Linked DNA regions of Zea mays: region 2 is linked to region 1. A link is a contact called in public Hi-C data. All regions are on one chromosome and are shown on one strand. Each heading gives the region's core, a stretch centred on a gene start, on an enhancer-like site or on the middle of the called end of the contact. The rest is flanking DNA. Distances are from core to core; before and after follow the strand shown.

The links. Hi-C and Micro-C count contacts between places; a contact is called where the count stands out from the background.
Region 2: a contact with region 1 is called in a Hi-C map of leaf, with 6 times the contacts expected there. The contact joins the enhancer-like site here to the promoter of LOC100285059 in region 1. A contact is called at or near these places in 3 of 25 Hi-C or Micro-C datasets (bundle sheath, leaf and leaf mesophyll).

The regions. Positions count from the first base shown.
Region 1 is chr9:17,228,988-17,233,600 of Zm-B73-REFERENCE-NAM-5.0, forward strand. It overlaps LOC100285059, which reads left to right and starts at 2,101. Exons shown (of 4, transcript NM_001372164.1): 1 at 2,101-2,322; 2 at 3,192-3,461; 3 at 3,904-4,127. The coding sequence starts at 2,218. It overlaps LOC103638013 (adenylyltransferase and sulfurtransferase MOCS3-1), which reads right to left and starts at 1,882. Exons shown (of 10, transcript NM_001301626.1): 1 at 1,534-1,882; 2 at 991-1,083; 3 at 253-308. The coding sequence starts at 1,816.
Region 2 is chr9:17,401,100-17,405,712 of Zm-B73-REFERENCE-NAM-5.0, forward strand. No RefSeq gene overlaps it. Among protein-coding and RNA genes, the nearest start is that of LOC100272850, 96 kb to the left of the region's middle. Within about 2 kb of position 2,237, at least 4 of the 20 cell types and tissues checked have an H3K27ac peak or open chromatin away from gene starts, as enhancers often do. A contact at or near this core is called in bundle sheath, leaf and leaf mesophyll, where this site is marked.

The DNA of each region.
Region 1 (4,613 bases), core at 851-3,350:
ATATGTATGACCACCACAGATTAAAATAACCAATTTTGATCATCGGCTATGTTCAAAATTCCTTTATCAAGCGGAACTCTCTCACTTCATGACAAATTTGCTAGCTTATGGGTGCATATTTATGTTCCCCTTCTAATTGAGTTACCAAGAACAAGAATATATCACGCTGATGATTCGGTGTTTAGATACAATCCAAAGAAAATATTGAGAACACTAGATAATAGGGACAGAAGACATGCCAAGCTATTTCACCTGTCGATGAAGATTATTCAATTCAACATCATCACCATCCACAATGCCCAAGCGACCTAATAAGATAACAAGCTGTAAGCAACGGTACATTAGTAAATACAACAAATTAGTGAACTAGAGCCCACCAACAAATTCACTTTACACATATGACATATATTTTTTTTGGCAAGGACCACATCTAGAAATCTGTATTATCATTAAAGGAATATAATTTCTTCCTTGAGAAACTATCATTCAACACAACTTCACAGCAGAGTATGAGGCAGCTGTTGAGAAGGAAAACATGTATCTTCCTAGCTATAACTGTGTCTTTTGCACCAATCAGATTGAAGAATCTTTGCAGCACTTGCTCATTCTCTGTCCATTTGCTTCTGCCTGTTGGAACCTAGTTAATATGCAGACAAGTTCAAACATGAACCCTTTTGAATGTCTTCATCAGTTCAAGCAACCAACTCAACACGCCCTTCTTTATGAAAATTATCATCATTATGTACTGGAGCATTTGGAAGGCAAGAGATGATCTAATTTTCCAAGGAATCCAACCATCTGTTTTCGCTTCCAAGAAAATGACTATTTTCTCTGTTCACCATGAGGGTGAAGCAGAGCCACTTCCCTCTAATTGGTACATGGCTGGAAAACTTAATTTAATTCGGTTAATTTTCTTCGTTTCAACTCTTTACTTTTTATTTAATACTCATAATTCACAAAAAAAAAATCAACAGCGGAGAAGAAAATTACCGACACCACAAGCTGCTAGATACAATGCCAGGGGAGAGCCCAAACCTCCAGCCCCAACAACTAAAATCGACGACTGTGACAGCTTCCGCTGGCCTGCCAGAAAGATGACAAAGGTCAGAGGATCAGCCGAAACGAGCGTGCTAACTGCACCGTTTTCCCCAGCAATATGCTGCGATTGTGATGACACATCTGAAGCAGAAGAGACAAGCAACTATATGACAGTGCTTCCTCCGTTCCAAATTATAATACATTCCACTAAAAAACTTTGTTGAAGAGTCAAATGACCTTAACTTTGACCAAAATTAATGATAGGTTTGGCCAAAATTATATAAATAATCATAAAGATTTATGTCATAAAATAGGGGTAGTATGAAAATATAATTAATAAAAATCAAATATATTTATTTAGTTTCCTAATTATTATTATTTTATTATATAAATTTAGTTAGCTCTAAAAATGTTAGAACAAGAGGGACGGAGTGAGGAGTAAACAATGAGACTTTGGAGGCAGCAAGCCGTGACGAGTGAAACTAAACAACTGACCTTCGACCCCGAAGTCCGGGAGAAGGAGGTGGCGGCTGTACCGGTAGATCATATCCGCCGGGAGGCTACCGTCCGGAGCAAACTCGTTACCCACGCGGCTCTGGCACGCTCCACTCCCGCCGCACGCATCGTCCCCTACTCCTTTCCCCGCCGCCGCACCGTTGAATCCCGCAGGCCCTGCCTCGAGCTGCGATTCCAGCAGCCGTATCCGGCCGTCGAGCTCCTCCCGCTCTGCCCGAAGCTTCTTCAGCTCCCGCTCTATGGCCTCCCTCCTGCCGCCCATCCCTCCGCGGCTCCGCACCTGAACGCTTTGCTCACTTCTGCCGTGTCGCCTCAACCGCCGAAATGGTCTCGCCACAGCCGCCAAAATTAACTAACCACGTCTTTTCCACGCGGGCTCGGCCCACGTAAACAAATACGTAAACCTAGGCCCACGTAAACGCTTACGTAAAGCCTGGAGCACAGTCTGACCCACGCAGTAGTAGATGTGCTTTAAAGTGCGGCCCAATAAGAGACCACTTTGAGCTAGAGGCGAGGGCGAGGTATTCGGTCAACGATCGGTCGGGACTCCGGACTCGGGAGTCGGCACTCGGGTCTCGACGTCTCGTCTCGTCTCGTCTCGCCTGCCCGCAGCCCCTTGGCTTCGTTCCATCCGGCTTCTCGGCGGCGGCGGAGAGGAGGGGGATGGCGCACCGGCTGCTGCGGGACGCGCAGGCGGACGGGTGGGAGCGGTCGGACTTCCCCATCATCTGCGAGTCATGCCTCGGCGACAACCCCTACGTCCGGATGGTAACACATCAAACCCTAGCCCTACCTGAATGATTTGTGTGCTTCTCTTTGGCGTCGTTATCCGATTTGTGGCCGGTGGTCCGCTTGATTTGGTTTCGTCTGTGATTTCTTATGCTCGACGGGAACTAGGTCTAGGTTTCGCTGCGTCGAATTCTGTGCACGTTTTTTTTTTTTGGCATATTGCCTTCTTTGTGAAATTGTCTCTTATAGATGTGTTATTAAACTTGGGATTGGATCTTTGAGGAAGTCTGATGCAGTGATGCTTGCTTCGGGATTGTGCTCTGCAAAATGCTAAATTACTGGTAGTGGTTTGGAAACCGTTTGGTTCGCTTGCTTCTCCTCATCATACCTTGCTTAGCCAGGAAATGGAAAGAGGTAGCTGTTTGATTTGGGAGGCTTGTTTTTCTTGGGGCTTGTGCTGCCAAGAAAATATCATGCTACCATTGGAGAGCTGATTCGGCTGTTTCCAACCACGAGGTAGGGCAGACCCTTGCTAGCTAGGAAAGGCAATCTCTGCCTCAGAACTGAACAGCCCTGGTTTCCATTAATTTCACCCCAAGTAGCCACTGTTGATGATTCTGCAAGAGCAGTAGTGCAGTAAGGTGGTTTCGCCATGCGCATAGTGTGATTAGCAAGATGAGTGATAGATTTAAGCCAGTTATAACCAGGGTAAATTAGTTTCTAGAATGCTAACAAATTAAACTAGCTAACCAATTGGTTTTGCCATATGCAATACACATCATGTAGTACCAGATAGGTGTTGTGTAATACATGAATGGGAATAACTTTCCATTTAGTTGCTCCTTATTTTGCATTTGCTTCAGTATTTCATGTAAATATGATTCACTGACTCTTGTTTTTCTTTGCAGTTAAGAGCTGAATATGACAAAGAATGCAAAATTTGTGCACGTCCTTTTACTGTATTCCGGTGGCGTCCTGGGCGAGATGCAAGGTACAAGAAGACTGAGATCTGCCAGACATGTTGCAAGCTAAAGAATGTCTGCCAGGTCTGCCTGCTGGATCTTGAATATGGTCTGCCTGTTCAGGTCCGAGATACAGCACTCTCTATCAATTCCAATGATGCAATTCCAAGGAGTGATGTCAATCGCGAATATTTTGCAGAAGAGCATGATAGGAGGGTATGTTTCTCTTCCAATATTAAATCTTGATGCTGATGTTAATTTCTTTCCTATTACCCAAAATCTAAGACAAATTGTATTCTTCAGGTTGTTTGTTCATTTGAAATCTGAAATGAAGATATCACGTACTACCTCCATCTTTTTATATTTGACGCCAAACAATACAAAACTGAACTACAAAACATCAAATAATAAATATGGAGGCAGTATATTATAATACTGTTTTTATGATGTCACTGTAAACTGTATCATAGTGTTGGATACATTTGAAGTATGACAGCAACAAAAAGATGCCTTCTTTTTAGATATAATTTATCTTGATCTGCTATGGTTAAAATGAATTGCACTTATTCTCTGCTTATATGGACTTATTTTTGTTTGTTCCATTTGATTTGACCTAAGAATAGTTGTTCCTAATGAGAGTTTATGTTCATAAATGTAGGCCAGAGCTGGCATAGACTATGATTCATCCTATGGGAAGGCTCGCCCAAATGATACCATTCTGAAGCTTCAAAGGACAGCACCATATTACAAGAGGAACAGAGCTCATGTTTGCAGTTTCTTTGTGCGAGGTGAATGTACAAGAGGAGCTGAGTGCCCTTATCGTCATGAGATGCCTGAAACTGGGGAGTTATCTCAGCAGAACATTAAAGATCGCTACTATGGGTATGTTCCTGTGCTTATGCACTTATAATTTTTAGTTATGTGTTTTTTTGTGGTTCTCTGCATGTATTGTGTAGGCTTCGTTTGAGCAATCACTATTTTTTATTAGCATGTGCAATTTAAAACCAAACCGGTTTCCGTAATTTCATCATATGAAATAATGAATCAGATAGCTTTCTGTTTTTGATTCTGCTTATCAACATAGTGGTGTTTAGGATTTTATACTTTCCATTCAACTCTTTTGCTTCCCATCAGTACAACACAATGTTGCTGTTCCTGTGTTCATGTAGTCCATCTAGTTGTTTCTGGAGCATATAGCAAAAACCTATTGAGCAGTGATTTTCCTTTATGGGTTGGATTTTAGACAACGTATTTGAAAATCCATATTATCTTCTATTTTGTTTCTTGTCATTGTTTTTTTTGGACTGGTTTGGGACTAAAAAGGCTATGCCGTTGGTGAAAAAAATTTAGGTGGTAAGACCGAAATTA
Region 2 (4,613 bases), core at 987-3,486, 170 kb after region 1:
CTCCTGGTTGCACCCATACATGACTCCATTGAAACCACACAATTGGAAAAATCGTGGTTGTCGCTGCCATTCCAGACAGGCACATTTTTTGGGTGACTCTACTGAATTTCTTTTATAACAGATGCTTGGTGTAGGTGATGAAGAACTGGCTGCCGTTGGCGTTGGGTCTGGTGTTGGCCCCTGCATGGTGTGCTACCTACCAATCAATTCCAATAATAATTCAGCAGTAATTAGCAAGCGAGGGTCCGTTCGTGTTCTCATCAGAGGATAAATATCAATCGAGAGACAAAGCAAGCAAGCAATCCAGAAAAGAACGAAGCAAGCAACCAACCTTGAGGGACTCCTTGAACTCGTCGACGAACTTGGTGCCCCAGATGGAGCCCCAGATGGAGCCGATGGGGTCGCCGCCCTATACCATGAAGCACTTGATGTTGCGGTGGAACACAGTGACGTCGTAGTAGCAGGCTAGCAGCTAGCGCAGAGGGCCAAGAAGTTATCCGTCGTGCGGGGCACCTGATCGCAGATCACCTCGCATTTGATGTCGCCTAGGTGCGTGTGCAGCGTCACCAACTACCACAGCCACCGTCGTTTCAGGGACTTAGCATGGGATAGGGTATATATGACAGGATGCAGATCGAGCGAGGGGACGGATCGTAGGAGATGATGGCGTCGATGCGCGACAGCGTGGCTTCTAATGTTGTCCCCAATGCCGAGAACGACGTAGACCTCCTGGCCACCGCCACCGGAGTCTTCCATTGACGACGTTGTGCATCGCTTGATGGAGTGGAGCACTGCCGCCATAGGGGTCCGGACCCCTTTGCTTGCTCCAAGGTATGAGGCCTAGGGATTGGATGGATTGGTGTATGATGTATCTGTACCGCTCAGTTGGGCGACGACAGGAGACGTCGCCGACGTGGCTTCGACCAACGTGGGGCGTGTTTTTTCCCGTCGCCCGTTCGCTTCGTCTAGAAGACTCGCGTCAGTCTCCGATGCAGACTGAGAGCACAGATTTGCTCCCGCGGCGACCGGCGTAAGAGCATTGTGCCGCTGTCAATTGGAGCATGCGCCGCCAAGGCCAAAGACCAGGACTGCGGTTGTGCTGGCCGGGCGGAGCCGCCGCGCGAGGCAAGCTATGGAGGAAGGAGCCCATCTGGAAGGTTCTCGAATTCCCGCATCGCTGAGAGTCTGTGACAGGAAACCAATTCGTGAATATATGATGTCGATCTTGCGGTGTCAAACAAAGAGATGGCGTGGACGAACAGGGTTGCAGCTTCGCGTCCCGCTATAATATATAGGAATAGGAATAGTTCATGGATTTTATTGACATGCGTCATAAGGCCTCACGGGTCGAGTTTTTTTAAAATTGGTAGAAGTTACTTCCTGCAATGGGCGGCAGTAATATAGTTTTACATACTTTTATAGTTTTTGTCACGACAGATATGTTTTCAAAAAAAGGTAAATTTTAAAATGAGAAAAAAAAATCCCCTGGGCCAGAGAGAAATGATTGTGGGGTAGCCAACCAGAGGTAGGTCGTTTAACCTTGATGAGCACGCGAGTTCTTTTGATATGATAGGGGATTTTTTTCATCTTTTTCTCCTTTCCTATTTTCAATACCATTTTCAGCCGTCGCTGCCATCGCTGCCGTCCACCAGAAAGCCGACCGTCTGGAAGGTCTACTCTTCGATGGTGTGATGTGTTGTGGGTGCTCTCTTCCATGGACGACCGTCTGGAAGGTCTACTATTCTGGAAGATTATTACCGCATGCCTCTGCATCCGATAGACCAAAGGCATCAGACTTGCTTAGTGTGTGTGTGAGCCTGTTTCGTGCCTGCGGATGATGTGTGATGTCTAGCAAAACCAGCTCTCCGTCTCCGCTTGTCCAGTCCACTGTGATTCGGACAGATTGCTCCAGGTAGCAACCTACCTGGTCCAGACACAGCTCTAGCGAAAGGACATTTCTCTACGAAGTAGTGGGTGGGTGGAGTCGAGAGTGGAGCTTTCCAAGCTCCTTTCATGTAGATTGTTCTTCCAGCTCCAAAAGTTGTAGACTTACTGCAGACCGTAATCTATCTTGCAGGAGCCAGAGAAGAAGAAACTGCATCATGGTGGCGGGCCCATATAGCTAGCTCTTCCAGATGACTTTCGGGACGTTTGAAGCCGTGTATATATGTCCTGCAAACTGGATGTTGATGGCAGACTTGATCGAGTGCTCCCCTGAGCTATCGCGTATCCTTGTCATCATTCTGGCCACCTTGGTCCTCCTGCTGAGCTTCGCGGATAGCACTCTGTATACATAGGGTCTCGGCCATACTCATAACTCAAGAGCCACAGTTCATCTTTGTCTAGAGTTAGGGTTTTATTACCTAACCCTAGTATACAGATCGAATCACATAGATTGTTTAAGGGCTATGGATCTGTGTATCCGCGGCCAAGAATCAAGTTTAAGGGCCTGTTTGGTATGGCTCCAGAGCAAAACTCCAAGGAGGAGCTGGCCAGAGCATGCCAAACACTCTAACTCCAGAGTTGTAAACTCTATAGAGTTTTTGGAGCTGCGGTACAATTTTTTGAAGTGCCTCTTTTGCTGCTCCGAAAACTCCAAAAAAACAACTTAGTCATGGAGTTTTGAGTTATTTACCCACCACTGCCACCGGTTATAAGAAACAATCTAAACTCCGGAGCAGAGCTGCTCCACACAGAGTTTTGGAGTAGAGCTGCTCTGTGGTAGAACAGAGCCATGCCAAACACGCCCTAAATAAAGAATAGGAACTCGCAGAACAGATTAGGGATAGAAAACCCTAACGGTTTTCCCCCAAAATCCGATTTGGATTCTAGTGCACAAAACACTGTCCATATAAACCCGCGATAGAAAACGTCTCAACTCGATCCCAAGTATTACATCATATACATTCATACACACAGAGGGATTCGATTTTGGGGCTAGATCTGGGTACAAGAGGCACAGAAACGATCCAGTGGGTCGGATTTTACCTCGTCGTTCACAGGGACCACCGTCGGCGCCCGACCGACGGTGGCGCGCCCACCCGAGGGGACGCGCCTACCGACGGGAGAGCCCGCGGGGTCCCACGTCGCCGAGCACAGAGGCTGTCATGGCTCATACGACGAACGACATCACTGCCGTGAGCCACAGAAAGAGGAACAGTGAGTTGAGAAAGTGAAAGAAAAATAGAAACAGAGAGGAAGAAGCAGGGCGGCGCGGTCGGATGTGGAGACGATGGCCCTCTAGTGGCCGAAGTCAAGTGGCGGCTAGGGAGGAGAATAGAAATGAGCTAGGGTTACCTCCACATCCGACATTCTCGGTATTTATAAACCTAGCTACAGTAGCTCGAGCATTCCTGGCCGTTGGATTTGATCCAAGGGCACAGGATGAGCCTGGAAGCACCCACCTGCGCGTGGGCCAGAACGGCGGCCCAGGCCCAGGTTGCGGCCTGGGCGCGCGCCTCTCTCTCTCACGGCAGCGCCGGCTGGGCCGCCTGTGTGCGCGGCTGGGCGCGCCTCCCCCGCGGCCAGGCCGCCAGCATGGCTCGGCCGAATGGCCAGAAAAGATTTTTTTCCTGGAAATTAGAATTAGTGAAAGAGAAGAAGAAATTAGAAAATAGCTAGAAAATTCAGAAAAGTACAGAAATATTTTTTCCAGTTGTAGAAAATTTCAGAGATATTTACGGACTATTTTTATTCCGCTGCGTACTTTAGTACTTTTTTATATTTACGGACTATTTTTATTCCGCTGCGTACTTTAGTACTTTTTTATTTATATTTTATGCAATTTTTCAGTTAATTATGAAACCAACGTGGATTGATTATTGTTTAAATTGCTTAGAATTCAGAGAATTTTGTGGTGATTGAATATTTTAACCAACATTGGATATTGTTACCATAATTTAATACAAGTTTATGTTTTCTAGATCATCCAACGATGGTTTAGAATTTTGTGATCAGAAATTTTCATAGATATGACATGGTTATTATTTGACTAACATTGAATATTTAATTCATGCATGTTCTATGATTTAGTATTCAGTATTTATTTCAGATGTCCTAAATATTTTCTGTTTTAATTTTGCAAAGGTGCTCATACCGCCATGCTGATTAGCCAGATTGCTCAGATGAAACCGCTAGATGGTAGTAATTACTATTCTTGGCGGGAGGATATTGATATGATAACCACAGTGGGTGAGATGGATTACGCACTGAGGTTTGATAAACCAGTAGAGCCCACAGTGGGAACTCCCAACTATGACCACAGGTGGATGCAATACAGCATCGACAAGGTCAAGTGGGAAATATCAAATGACAAATGTATGATTATTCTTAAGAGGAGCATCAAGGAGCCTCTTTAGAGTTCCATACCAGAGTGTGAGACTACCAAGGAATACCTTGAGAGGGTAGCCTCTCATCATAAAGGGTCTTCTAAGGCTTATGCTTGCTCTCTAATGACAGAATTTGTCAATGCAAAATATGATGGAAATGGTATTGTTGCCCAGTATTCAACACCTGGCGAACCACAACAGAATGGGGTTGCTGAAAGGCGTAACAAAACGCTAATGGATATGGTAAGGAGTATGCTAAGTTACTCTAACCTGCCATTGGGTCTA